Regions from separate parts of the Mus musculus genome. Here region 2 is linked to region 1. The links are chromatin contacts, called in public promoter capture Hi-C maps. All regions are on one chromosome and are shown on one strand. The core of a region is the stretch at or near the end of the contact, and the rest is flanking DNA. Distances in the headings are between cores, read along the strand shown.

What was found. Promoter capture Hi-C pulls out the DNA fragments that hold promoters and counts their contacts.
Region 2: a contact with region 1 is called in a promoter capture Hi-C map of liver, with 4 times the contacts expected there. The contact joins the promoter of Tmem270 here to the enhancer-like site in region 1. A contact is called at or near these places in 2 of 39 promoter capture datasets (hippocampal neurons and liver), 8 of 484 Hi-C or Micro-C datasets (B cells, cerebellum, cortical neurons and 4 more) and 1 of 115 datasets of contacts at active chromatin or transcription factors (embryonic stem cells).

The regions. Positions count from the first base shown.
Region 1 is chr5:134,371,437-134,378,329 of GRCm38.p6, forward strand. Gtf2ird1 (general transcription factor II I repeat domain-containing 1) reads right to left here. Exons shown (of 30, transcript NM_001081464.2): 21 at 5,458-5,641; 22 at 4,671-4,699. Among named protein-coding and RNA genes, the nearest start is that of Gm46925, 26 kb to the left of the region's middle. Within about 2 kb of position 3,250, at least 60 of the 459 cell types and tissues checked have an H3K27ac peak or open chromatin away from gene starts, as enhancers often do. A contact at or near this core is called in liver, where this site is marked.
Region 2 is chr5:134,902,875-134,909,767 of GRCm38.p6, forward strand. Tmem270 (transmembrane protein 270) reads right to left here and starts at 3,859. Exons shown (of 3, transcript NM_194065.3): 1 at 3,754-3,859; 2 at 1-140. The coding sequence starts at 3,825.

The DNA of each region.
Region 1 (6,893 bases), core at 2,000-4,499:
GAAGCCCTGGGTTTCATCCCCAGCACTGCACAAAATGGCATGGTGCGCACACTTACAAAGCCAGCACTTTGGAAGTAGAGCGGAGGCTGGAGAGTCAAGAGTTCAAGGCCAGCCTGGGATACCTGAGACATTTTGTTTCAAACAACCAAAATGAAACAAACACAAGATCTGGAAGTCCAGTTTGTGGCTGTCTCTTCACTCAGCCTGGCAAATGTCACCTCCCTAGGCTGAGAGAGCTACCCTTGCCTCCAGATGCGAGTCTGGCTTGTCACAGCAGAGAGCGACTTCACCCACCTGCAGGTCACCACTGTGTGAACTTGCAGAGACTAATTTGCACTCATTTTTGGAGGATTTCAACTGTGCACGCTGCTCATGTGTGCATTCAGGCCTTGCCTTCCTCTTCTCTCTCCACAATACTTATTAACCCTTTCCTCAGCATCCACATTGTTCCAGTGATTCCTCTGGGATTATGTTCCCAAGTCTTTCCCCACAGGGACCTTCCAGGCACAAGGGACTGCACCTGGTCCCATCACCTTTCTTTGACATAAACTAACTCAAATGAGACAACACCTCCATCAGAAGACCTGTGGCCATTTTCTTAATTAGTGATTGATGGGGGAGGGCCCAGCCCCACTGTGGGTGGAGCCATGCCCAGCAGGTAGTTGTGAGGTGTATTCAAAAGCAGGCTGAGCCAGCAGGGCGGGTGTGTGTGTAGGGGTTGTAAGGGCAGTAACCAGTGTTCCTCCAGGTTCCTGCCCTGTCTTCCTTCAGTGATGGAGTGTGACCTAGGAATTAAAAGCTGAAACAACCCCTTCCTGCTCTAAGGTGGTTTTGATCATAGTGTTTATCAGAGCAACAGAAACCCTCAGACAAGAGTGGACTAGTTTGACAGAAGATAACACACATCCGAAATCCCAGCGCCAGGAGGTGGAGACAAGGGATCCTAAATTTAAGATGATTCTCAGCAGCCGGGCGTGGTGGCGCACACCTTTAGTCCCAGCATTCGGGATGCAGAGGAAGGCACATTTCTGAGTTCGAGGCCAGCCTGGTCTACAAAGTGAGTTCTAGGACAGCCAGGGCTACACAGAGAAACCCTGTCTCGAAAAACCAAACCAAACCAAACCAAAAACCAAAAACAAACCAAAAACAAAAAACCAGATGATTCTCAGCTAAACTCCACCAAGTTCCAGGTTGGCCTGGTCTACTTCACAAAAAAGAACCTTTTTCTTTTTCAAGGAAGAAACTGGGGGACTGGAGAGATTAAGGGCTCAGAGGTTAAGAGTACCGACTGTTTTTCCAGAGCCCCTGAGTTCAATTCTCAGCAACCACATGGTGGCTCTAATCATCTGTAATGGGATCTGATGCCCTCTTCTGGTGTGTCTGAAGACAGCCACAGTGTACTCGAATACATTAAATACATAAATAGATAAATAAATATTTTTTTAAAAAAGAAGAAACTGGGCTTGGGGTGGGGGTAGAGAGATGGCTCAGTGGTTCAAGAGCGATGGTTGCTCTTGCAAAAGAACAAGGTTCGGTTCCCAGCATTCATTGTGGCTTACAACCACCTACATCTCTAGTTCTCTGGCCTCCACAGACACCAGGCACACATGGTGCGCATAAACACGTGCAGGTGAAACAAACAGATAAAGAATCCCCCCCCCCCCAAAACACAGCAGCAATAACCACAACAGACAAAAGCTGAGTGGGTAAAGTGTTTAGCTTGGAAACATAAGATCTGAGCCCCACATCCTCTGTAAAAGCAGGGCCTGAAGCCAGCCAAGTAGCTCAGATGGTAAAAACACCTTCCTGCCTCTAAGGTTGAAGACCTGGGTGTATACATACACACACACACACACATACACACACTATGTAGTAATTCTTTTTTTTTTTTTAAAGCAAGGCTTAGGGCTGGAGAGATGGCTCAGTGGTTTAGAATGCTCACTGTTCTTTGAGAGGACCTGAGTTCAGTTCTCAGGGCCTGTGCCAGGCAGCTCAAAACTGAAACTCCAGCAGCAGGGGATCTGGTGACATCTTCTGGTCTCTAAAGGAATTGCACTCACAAACAATTCTTTTCCCTACCTCTCCCCCACCCCCTCGATTAAAAGTTATGAACGATAGTGTGAAATTGTAATCCCATCACCAGAGAGGCAGATACAGAAGGATGCCTGGGACTAGTTGGTCAGCCTAGCTTCAGGCCAGTGAGAGATACTATCTTTAAAAAAATAAAATAAAATAAAAATAATAATACATTTAATAGGGCAGCTCCACAGGACCAACATCTAGGGTTGCTCTCTGGCCTCTGTACATAAACACACACACACACACACACATACACACACACAGAGGCACACTCCCCCCACTCACGCACACACTCACTCAAAATTCTAAAACCAGATGCTAGTGGCTCATGACTTTAATCCTAGTACTCTGGAGCCAGAGACAAGCAGATCTCTATAAGTTCAAGACCAGCCTGGTAAACAGAACAAGTTCCAAGAAAGCCAGGGTTACACAGAAAAACCCTGTCTAGAAAAAACATAACGAACATAAGTAAAAAATCCTAATATCAAACCCTATCCATCAAGTAAATAAACCAGTTTAAACTGGGAATTTGTAAAAAAGGGAGGTTACAGATAGGACCATAGGACCCATGTCATTGCACCTAGTGGTCAGGAGGGGGCGACAGAGAGACACTCAGCAGAATCAGATTTAGCACATTAAGGTACAACTTAGCTCCTGCAAGTAGGGAAGTCTTTTCCTTTCAAATCTCAGCCAGGCTAGGCAAATGCTCTGTGACTTCGAGAAATTTCCTTCAACTCTCTTGAGTCTATGTTTCCTCCTGGGAGAAGGTAACCGATCCCAGAGTGGTGGCCCACTACTGTAACTTCAACGCTCTGGAAGCTGAGGCAGAAAGGCCACAAATTTGAGGCCAGTCTGGGATACATATCAGGACGCTGTCCCCAAAACGAGTGCGTTTGGAGGCCAGGGAGAGCCATGGGGGCTGTAGGGGGATTGGCTGACTTATATACTGGGTTCCTACCGAGGCTGGAGGTCTAGCCATACTTCCTGGACCCCAGAGGGACAGGAGCAGAAGCACCCAGCAGTGACATCAGCTTAGATAATCACTTGTGTCAGGGGTGGCAACTGGCTAGGGTCTGACTTTAGGCTATCATCAGCCAGGGTCCAAGAGGCCCATGTTTACAAACTAACTCAAGAGCTGGGGTGGAGGGCAGACAGGCTGAGCTAGGGTCAGTCCCAAAGAAGGGACTTTCTGGATCTCTCATTGGTGGAAAGGCAGCCCTCTGTGTTCACAAGTACTGCCTTGTCCCCAGCTTCCTTCCTGAGGAAGTACTCATTTCCCTCATGGTCTGACTGCCAGCTCTGGTCCAGCCTCTGGTCCCACCCAGGGCTCTCTCCACAGTGGGCACCAGGATCCTAGAGTCCACCCAGTTAGCTGCTGCAGCAGGTAAAAATGAGGCCAGGGGCTTCTTTTGTTTGTTTTGTTTACTTTTTTTTTTCAAGATGGGGTCTTGGGGGCTAAGGATATACTTGATTTGATAGGTTCTTGTCTAGAGTGCATAAAGCCCTGGTTCCAGCCCCAGTACCTCATAAACCAGGCTTGGTGAAATACACGAAATCTTAGCAAGCTTGATTTAGCCATGCCCCCAGCCCCTCACTGGGGGATTCTAGGCAGGGGCTCTACCACTGAGCCACACCCCCAGCCCCTCCCTGGGGGATTCTAGGCAGGGGCTCTACCACTGAGCCACGCCCCCAGCCCCTCACTGGGGGATTCTAGGCAGGGGCTCTACCACTGAGCCACGCCCCCAGCCCCTCACTGGGGGATTCTAGGCAGGGGCTCTACCACTGAGCCACTCACCAGCCTTTCACTGGGGATTCCAGAGGAGCTCTCTAGCTTTTGTTTTTTGAAACAATGTTTCTCTGTGTAGCGCCAGGCTGTCCTAGAATTCATTTTGTAGACAAGCAAACCTCAAATTCTGCCTCCCAGGTGGGCCACTATGCTCAGCTTTTTTTCTTTTGTTCATTTGAGATGGTCTCTCACTGACCTGGAGCTAACTTGCTGAATAGACCAGGCAGGCTGCTCAGTGAGCCCTAGCAATTTGCAAAGCTCCACCTCCTCCAAACAGGATTACAAACTGCACCACAAAGCACAGCTGTGTTTTCTCCCCCCCCCCCATCCCATCCACCCCTACACAGATTTTTTTAAATGTGGGTTCCTGGGATTAAACTCAGGTTCTCTTGTTTGCACAGCAAATACTTTATAGACTATGTTATCTTCCTAGCTCCCCAATGCCTCACATATTACCACCAAGCTCCCTGTACCCTATGACAACATTCAAATACATTTGCCATCAATTTTCCCCATTTCCTGAGTTAGCCAGGTCTCCCGGAGGTCATGGGACTGACTGGGTGAAGCCCGTGGTTCCAATGTTATCTCAACGGGGTCTCTGGGTCTTAAGACCAGGGATTCTGCAGCCTTTCTCCATCAACCGGAGGCAGACGCAAAGGGAGTTGCAGGAACAGCAGGGTAGTACCCTGGTCCTGCGCCTGAGCCAGGCAGGTGTCTCCCATGAAGGTTTTGAATTTCCAGAACTGTGCACAAACCCCCACCCCTAATACCAAGTACCTCCCAAACCCCCAGAAGTACCACTTACCAGGCTTTGGGATAAGTCCTTGGAATGGCCTGGAAGGGAAACAGAAGTGAGCTTCAGGGGAAAGGGATGGGGACGAGGTTACCACCAGGTAGATGATGATACTAGCTTGCCAAGGGATTGGTAACAAAAGCCCAGGGTCCTTTTCAGACACTAGCATTCAATGTTTGACTCTTTGAGAGGTCTCATGGAGCCCAGCCTAGCCTTGAATCCTGATGTTCTAGCCAAGGCTGACTCTGAAAGTCTGCTCCTCCTGCTTCTACCGCCTGAGCGCTGAGGTTACAGGTATGCACCACTACTCCTGGTTTATGAGAGCTGGGGATGGGACTCAGGACTTCGTGTGTCCTAGACACGCCATGAAACCAACCAGGCCACTTCCCTAGCTTTTGTTTTTGTTTTAAAGAAAGGGTCTAATTATGAAGGCTGGGCATAACTTTATGGTTATGAAGGTTAACCCATAACCTTCCTGCCTCTGCTTCCTGTGTGCTGGGATTCGAGGCCTGTTTTGGGATCTGTACCGTGTGAGCATGTGCACGGGGGGTGGGGGAGAGAAGTAGTCTTGTTTATGTGCACACATGCATGCCAAAGGTCGCCTTCCAGAATCTTCCTTCATCAGTCTACTTTTCTTTGTTTCCTTTTTGAGCAAAGGTTTTTTTTCACCAAACACGGAGCAAGTCATTTAGCGCGACTGGCTAGCTGTAGTCCCTCTCCAACACCCCCTACTATAGGAACTTCTGGAGCCAGCTCCCAATCCCAGCCAGGCTAGTCTGAGCTCTTCCTCATCAAATACCTGGTGACCGTGAACTTGATCTTGTCAGCCACAGAGAGAATCCTTTCCAGGTTCTGGGAGCCAAAGGTGCAGGGTTTGCGGAATGGGATCCCGGGGGGTAGGCCTTCAATGATTACCGAGCCTGGGTTGCTTTTGATTCTCTTGTAGGGCACCTGCACTGGGTATTTGATGCCCAGAGCTTCACCTGGATAGGAGAGAGGCAGTTGTACCAGTCAGGAGCAAGAGGCCGAACAGACGGGGCAGGAGGAGTCTGGGGGCTTCTCTCCCAGAGGGCTGAGGATCTTTGTGGAAGATGGGAGAAGTTGTACGTGAACAGGACTTGGAGATCAATAATATGTGTACTGTGCAGAGTTGCTGGTGGGAATCCACGCTGGATGGGCCTCGAATACATGGCTCCTGATACTGGGTTAGGCAATGCTTAATGTTTCTCAGCCTCTCGGCTGTACCGCTGGGCCTCCCAGATGGAAACATAAGCTCTTCCCCGGACTGAGGTATTCAGCTTCAGGGTCAGTCTTAGGAATGTGACCCAGGGAATGAATGGGCGTGCTCTACCCAGCAGGGAAGAAGGTAGGCAAAGGCTGCCAGGGTGCTGACTGGATCCCAGGGGCCACTGTCTACCTGGTCTCAGGTCCCTTCCCCTTTTCCTTTCTCTCCATTTCTTCTGAGACAGGGTCTTATTATGTAGCCTTGGCTGGCTTGGGACTTCCTATGTAGACCAGGCTAGCCTCAAACAGAGATCTACCAGCCTCTGCCTCTTAGTTTTGGGATTAAAGGCATATGCCTAGCTCCTCTATGTACAAAGTCTTTTAATTAATTAATTAACTAATTAATTAATTAAATGTGTATGGGTCTTTGGTCTGCCTGTATGTCTGTGCACCATGTGCATGGCCTGGTGATTTCAGAGTCCAGAAAGGGACACCAGTTCCCCTGAGACAAGAGTTACAAATGGTTGTGAGCCACCAAGCGGATGATGAAAACCAAACGAAGCCAATGCTAATGGCTGAGCTATCTCTCCATCCTCACCAGAATGTCTCTCTTTTTTAAAAAAGAGTTATTTATTTATGTGAGTACACTGTCACTGTCTTCAGACACACCAGAGAGCATCAGATCCCATCAGAGATGGTTGTGAGCCACCGTGTGGTTGCTGGGAGTTGAACTCAGGACCTCCGGGAGAGCAGTCTCTCCAGCCCCTCACCCTCACCAGCAATTCTTAAGTTTTGTTTGAGACAGGGTCTCATGTAGCTCAGGCTGACTTCCAACATACTATGTAGCTGAGGATGGCTTTGAATTCCTTCCTTTCTTCCTTCTTGGTTAAAGGTGTGCACCATTAGGGGCTGGAGAGATGGCTCAGCGGTTAGGAGCACTGCCTGCTCTTCCAGAGGTCTTGAGTTCAATTCCCAGTAGCCACATAATGCCTCACAACCATCTGTAATGGG
Region 2 (6,893 bases), core at 2,609-5,108, 530 kb after region 1:
GTTATGATGACTTCCGGAAGCTGGCGGGCCTGGTCACTGCCTGAACCCCGGGCTTCCTGGGCCAGCCCCAACACCCAGTGCTGAAAGATGGCCATCTTCAGGAGCAGAAAGCGGTACAAGTGAGTGCGGTTCTGGATCAGCTGTAGGAAGATGGGGACACCAGTGTCACCAACCTGGGTGAAACCCAACCAGTGCTTTAGAGATAGGGGTTGCTCGGTCATTGTGAGCTGTCTCAATTCACTTGTGATACACAGGAATAGTCTCTCATTCATTCATTCATTCATTCATTCATTCATTTGATTTTGGTTTCTTTCGAGACATGGTCTCTCAAGGTAATCCTGGCTATTTTGGAGATTGCTATGTGGATAAAGCTGGCCTTGAACTCACAGAGATCCTCCTGCCTTTACCTCTTGAGTGCTAAGATTAAAGGCATGTGCTACCATGCCCTGCCTATAATCTTTTTTCTCCCTCTGTGTAGCCCTGGCTGTCTTGGAACAAGACCAGGCTGACCTTGAACTCAGAGATCTACCTGCCTCTACCTCCAAAGATTTTTTTTAAGAGTGACTTTTTTTTTAATGTATGTAAGCATGCTGTTGCAGATCAGAACCCATTACAGATAGTTGTGAGCCACCTTGTGGTTGCTGGGAATTGAACTCAGGACCTCTGGAAGAAGAGTCAGTGCTCTTAACTGCTGAGCCATCTCTCCTGCCCCGTAAGAGTGACTTTTAAGCATGGGGATGGAGCTTGGCTGTGGTGTGCTTGTCTAACATGCATGAAACCCTGGGTTCAAGCCCCAGCTCTTCATAAAACCAAGAGAGGTGTTGCATGCCTGTAGTCTCAGCACTTTGCAGGTAGGAGCAGAGGGATCTAGTGTCCAAGCTCCTCTGGCTATATAGGAAGTTCAAAACTAACCTCATCTACATGAAACCAAACAAATGAACGAGCATAGAGTGCTCAGTGGCTCAAGTTCTCACCCCACGAGCGTGGTGACCTCAGTCTGACCCCAGAACCACGGAAAGGGAAGAGGAGAGAACCAATGTCCCCAAATCATCCTCTGACTTCCACATAAGTGCTGTGGCAAGCAAGCACCCACCAAACACATCACACACAATAATAATGATTAATAAAAATTAAAAACTCATAAGTAGAGATGATCTCCCCTCTAATTAACTCTGTGAAATTCGAATGCAGGGCTGGCTGACTTCTCCCAAATACCTGGGCTTGCCTAGAATCCTGGTTGCCCTTGGCATGAGGGAATCTGGGCATATAGGTATCATTAAGGACAGGGAGATGTAGAGACATGGGAGAGGGGTGGCGGATTTAATGTGAGACCTACTGTGACAGAGAGAAGGAGAGACAGATTTCCAGGTCTCTCATCTGAGTGGCAGATTGTTCAAGGTGTCTTCTATTCACCAGGAAGTGGGATAAGTTGCGGGGGAGATAAAGTTGTAATTGAGAATTCCTCAATGAAGAGTGTGCCTCTCTGGTAGAGCATAAGCCTCCAGCCCAGAGGTGACAGAGATGATCAACCTGGTACCCTATATCCATGGGAATCTCAGGGTCAATGTACATCTGAAGGACCAGGATAGGAAGCCAGGCCTGGTGCACATGACTGCTCTTGAACAGAGGTCAAGAGTTCAAGGCTAGCCTGGGCTATACAGTGAGTTTTGGAACTAGCCTGGGCTACGTGGTGAGTTTGAGGACCACATAGTAAGACAGCAGGGGAGGTGAGGAGGTATAGATGGAGAAGGAGGAAGAGGAGGAGAAGGAAGAGGAGCAGGAGGAAGAAGAGGAAAAGGAGGAAGAAGAAGAGGAGGAGGAAGAAGAAGAGGAGGAGGAAGAGGAGGAGGAGAGTACTTGCTGGTGAAGCATGAGGATCAGAGAGTTCTGGTCTCAGCACCCACATAATAAAACAGAGCAGGCATGACCCAGTGCATGTATGCCTCAGGACACACATGGCCCAGTGCATGTATGGCTCAGGACACACATGGCCCAGTGCATGTATGGCTCAGGACACACATGGCCCAGTGCATGTATGCCACAGGACACACAAGGCCCAGTGCATGTATGGCTCAGGACACACGTGGCCCAGTGCATGTATGCCTCAGGACACACATGGCCGAGTGCTGGTATACCTCAGGACACACATGGCCCAGTGCATGTATGGCTCAGGACACACATGGCCCAGTGCATGTATGCTCAGGACACACATGGCCCAGTGCATGTATGGCTCAGGACACACATGACCCAGTGCATGTATGCCTCAGGACACACATGGCCCAGTGCATGTATGGCTCAGGACACACATGGCCCAGCATGTATGCCTCAGGACACACATGGCACAGTGCATGTATGCCTCAGGACACACATGGCCCAGTGCATGTATGCCTCAGGACACACATGACCCAGTGTATGTATGGCTCAGGACACACATGGCCCAGTGCATGTATGGCTCAGGACACACATGACCCAGTGCATGTATGCCTCAGGACACACATGGCCCAGCATGTATGCCTCAGGACACACATTACCCAGTGCATGTATGGCTCAGGACACACATGGCCCAGTGCATGTATGCCTCAGGACACACGTGGCCCAGCATGTATGCCTCAGGACACACATGGTCCAGTGCACGTATGGCTCAGGACACACATGGCCCAGTGCATGTATGCCTCAGGACACACGTGGCCCAGTGCATGTATGCCTCAGGACACACAAGGCCCAGTGCATGTATGGCTCAGGACACACATGGCCCAGTGCATGTATGCCTCAGGACACACATGGCCCAGTGCATGTATGGCTCAGGACACACGTGGCCCAGTGCATGTATGGCTCAGGACACACATGGCCCAGCATGTATGACTCAGGACACACGTGGCCCAGTGCATGTATGACTCAGGACACACGTGGCCCAGTGCATGCATGCAACCTCAGTACTGAAGGTATTTTTGAAGACAGGAGGATATCTGTGGCTTGCAAAGCTGCTGGACAAAATAAAATGAATAAACAAATGTATCAACTCCAAGTTCCAAGAATCAAAGAAATAAGGGAGAGGGAGGGGGGAGGGAGGGAGAAGGGAAAGAGAGGGAAAGAGAGAGCACCCTCCTCTGGCTTCTATGTGCACACACAGGCATTTACACACATGTATATACATCATACCCACACCCACATACATGCACACTAAACAGAAAGGAGAGAAAGAAAGAGAGGAGGCCAGGGAGGGAGAAGGGCAGGGGTGAGGAAAGGAAAGGGAATGTAGGCCAATGAGATTGCTCAACAGGTAAAGGCACTGTCTGCCAAGCCTGCGGCCTGAGTTCAATCCCCAGGACCCACATGGTGGAAGGAGAGGACACACACACACACACTATTTATAGACATAAATATATAATCTTTTTAAGGGAAAGAAATGAAGGGCTAGGAATAATAATGTACATCTTTAGTCTCAGCACAGGGGAGGCAGAGGCAGGCAAATCTCTGAGTTCAAGGTTAGCCTGGTCTACATAGAAAGTACCAGGACACCAGGGCTACATAATAGACCCTTATCTTAAACACACACACACACACACACACACACACATACACACGGAAGAGAGAAGAGAAAGGAAGGGGGAGAGGAGGAGAAGGAAACAAGATTGCGGATAGACAGCTATGCCACAGCACTTGGGAGATGGGGCTCTCAGGACTTGACTGTTTATTCCTTGGTGGCTGGGAATGGCTGAATCTCTCCAGGTCCCCTCTCCATACCCTGCTTACCAGTGCAGAGAGCCTCCCAGCCCGCAGAAGAATTCTGAGAAGGCCAGATCTGACCCGGGGAGCGGCCTCCATGTCTGGCCTCCACCCATTCCTCCAGCCAGGAGAGGCAGGGTGACCTCACAGATGCCACAGGGTGGGGGTCCAGTTGCCATGGGGACCCAGTTGCCACATGACACACTACCCTTTGCCATAGCTCCCTTTACCTGCTCCTCTGAGGTCAAGTCTGGCTCCATGGTCATCACAGATGTCTAGCCTTAGGATCAATTGTCTACCTACTATCGGGAAAAAACTCAGAGCCCATTTCAGAATCGCCTAGTTTACCGCCAGATGTGGGGGTTGAGTGGTAGGGAGATAGGGATGTAGAGAAAGAAGAACAAAATGAAGGAGGGAGGAGATGGGCTCTCTATGGCCTTACTTTCCAAGTTGGACCGCAAGGGTAGCAGTGTTGCCATAGGAGAAGCCTCAGTTTAGCATCCTCAACTGAGACCCCTCTGTCCTCACCGCCCCCCCCCCAGGCCTCTTTCTCTGTCCCTTCCCTCTCCCCATCAGTTTCAGGCTGAAGAACCAGTGTGCAGTCTTGCAGTTTCCCCATTCAGAGGAGCAGGGATGACCAGCTGGGAGTACAAAGGAATCAGTGTACGCTGCCTTGCACCACGCCAGGGGGCGCCATTCTGCTTTCCTCCCTGGAGAAGCGTGCTCACATCCCCAGAACAAGACCTAAAAGAGCTCCGAGCAGGTGCAGTACCGCGATGCGGTCGCGTGAGGGCAGAAGACACCGCAGGGGCGAGCAGGGCGCTTGACAGGCAGGATAAAGTTTCTCATTTTGCAAGGCTGATTTCCTGGTAACAACCTCCTGGAAACACCTGAGAGAGCTCCCTGTGCATTTCCAGTCAATGCCTGGGTTACAAGAAGGGAACCACCCGGAGATAATGAGACTCACAGTCTTCCTTTTATTTAACCCTCTTGTTAATATGTGCAGAACTCGGGATTGAAAACGGGGCTTTGCAAGCCATGCAACCCCACCTGGCCTCCATTTCTCCGTGTCTCTAAGGCAAACTTCCGAGTCTTCTGCCCCGCGTCCTGCTATTTCCAGTTTTTTAACGTGACTTTTTTTTTTTTTAATTTCTGTGGCTTGGAAAAAGCTGGATTTAAAAAAAAAAGATTTATTTATTTATTATATGTAAGTTCACATGCCATTAATACTCGGGAGGCAGTGGCAGGTGGATCTCTGGGTTCAAAACCAGCCTGGTCTACATAGTGAGTTCCAAGACAGCCAGGGCTACACAGAGAAACCTTGCCTTGAAAAAATGAGAGGGAGGGAGGGAGGGAGAGAGAGAGAGGTTGAGAGAGAGAGAGAGAGACCGACCCTGTCTCAAAAAGAAAGAAAAGGAAAAGAAATCAAATACCTGGCCAGTTGGTAAAGCACTTGCTGTCAAGACTGTTGACCTGAGTTTGGCCCCAGACCAGAGATACACACAGTATAAGGAGAGAATCGATTCTGCTGGAATTTGGAGGTGGTAAAGTACGTGGCTAACAGGTGCAAGACTGAGTTCCACGTCCAACACAGAAAAGAAAAACAAGAAAAGAAAAGAAAGAGATCAGAGGTGGAGGTTAAAGAACTTAACACCAACCCTGATCAGTTTAGCCCCATCCCCAGAACACACATGGTGGAAAAGTAGAAACTATTGCCCCAAGTTGTCTTCTGGCCTCCACAGGCAAGACCCTTGTCATGTGTGCACTCACACCACAGGAAGAAAGAAGAAAAGAAAAGAAGGAAGGGAGAGAGGGAGGGAAAGAGGGAGGAAGAAAAAGAAAGAGAAGCTTAAAAATTTTTTTTAAAACAAAGGACCTGATGAAGCACAGAAGCAAAGAAAGTTAACAAAAGGAACCAAAAGAGCCATGAGGTTTGTGCAAACATAGTCCAGTCTCATTAGTAGTCAGGGGGAAATGTGAATCAAAGACACACCAAGATGCTATCTCCCCTTCCTTAGCAAAAAACAAAAGAATCAGGGCACATCGTGCACCAGTGACTTTACAGGGCAAATTGAAATTTATGCAGAGCCCAGAGCCTGATGCAGGATCTTAAAGATCCATACAGGAAATGATCATGCAAATGCTGCCCATGAACACATGGACAACTAAAACTAGAAATAGACCAAGAGCTGAATGGTTGGCTCAGTGGTAGAGCTCCTGCCTAGAATCCCCCAGGGAGGGGGCTGGAAGATTCAACCTTCCATACATTTGCTCTAATTTCTACTGATCCTACTTCACAACCCCCATTGGCAAAAGGACCCCTTACGGAAACGTCTGCTCGTGAGTAAAGATAAGTGCAGAGCTGCAGACGGGTCTTTCCATCAGTAAAGAGATGGATAAATAAAATTGGAAACTCCCTTTGAGGGATGACTTAAGGTTGGCTGGAATAAATGAAATCTGTTCGGGTTGACGTAGAAAAGTCTGGAAAACAAGATTAAGTGAAAAGAGAAAGCTCCAAGGAGCTACCTGTAGTGTGACAGCATTAATATATGTTTGCCAGGCTCAGGGGACTCAGGAACTCCCACCCAACCAGGGACACAATCCTGGTTTGCACTTGCACCCGGGAGTGGACCTTGTGCTCCAACACTCCCCACCCCAATCACACCCAGCTACAGCTTGACCCCTAGGAGTTCTGACACACCCAGGCTCACAGGAAATGCAGAGACAAGACAAAAACAGAACAACAACAACAACAAAAACAAAACAAACAAACAAAAAACATGGAGCAGAGACTGAAGAAAGGCCATCCAGAGACTGCCCCACCTAGGGATCCATCCTACCTACAGACACCAAACCCCAACTTCACTGCTGATGCCAAGAAGTGCTTGCTGACAGCAGCCTGGCATGGCCGTTCCCTGAGAGGCTCTGCCAGACCCTGGCCAGTACAGATGCAGATACTAACATCCAACCATCGGACTGAGCCCAGGGACCCTAGTGGAAAAGTTAGGGGAAGGACTAAAGGAGCTGAAGAGGATTGCAACCCCATAGGAAAAACAATATCAACTAACAGTCTCTGGACTCAGTGGTTAAGAGCACTGAATGCTCTTCCAGAGGTCCTGAGTCCAAATCTCAGCAACCATATAGTGGTTGACAACCATCTGTAATGA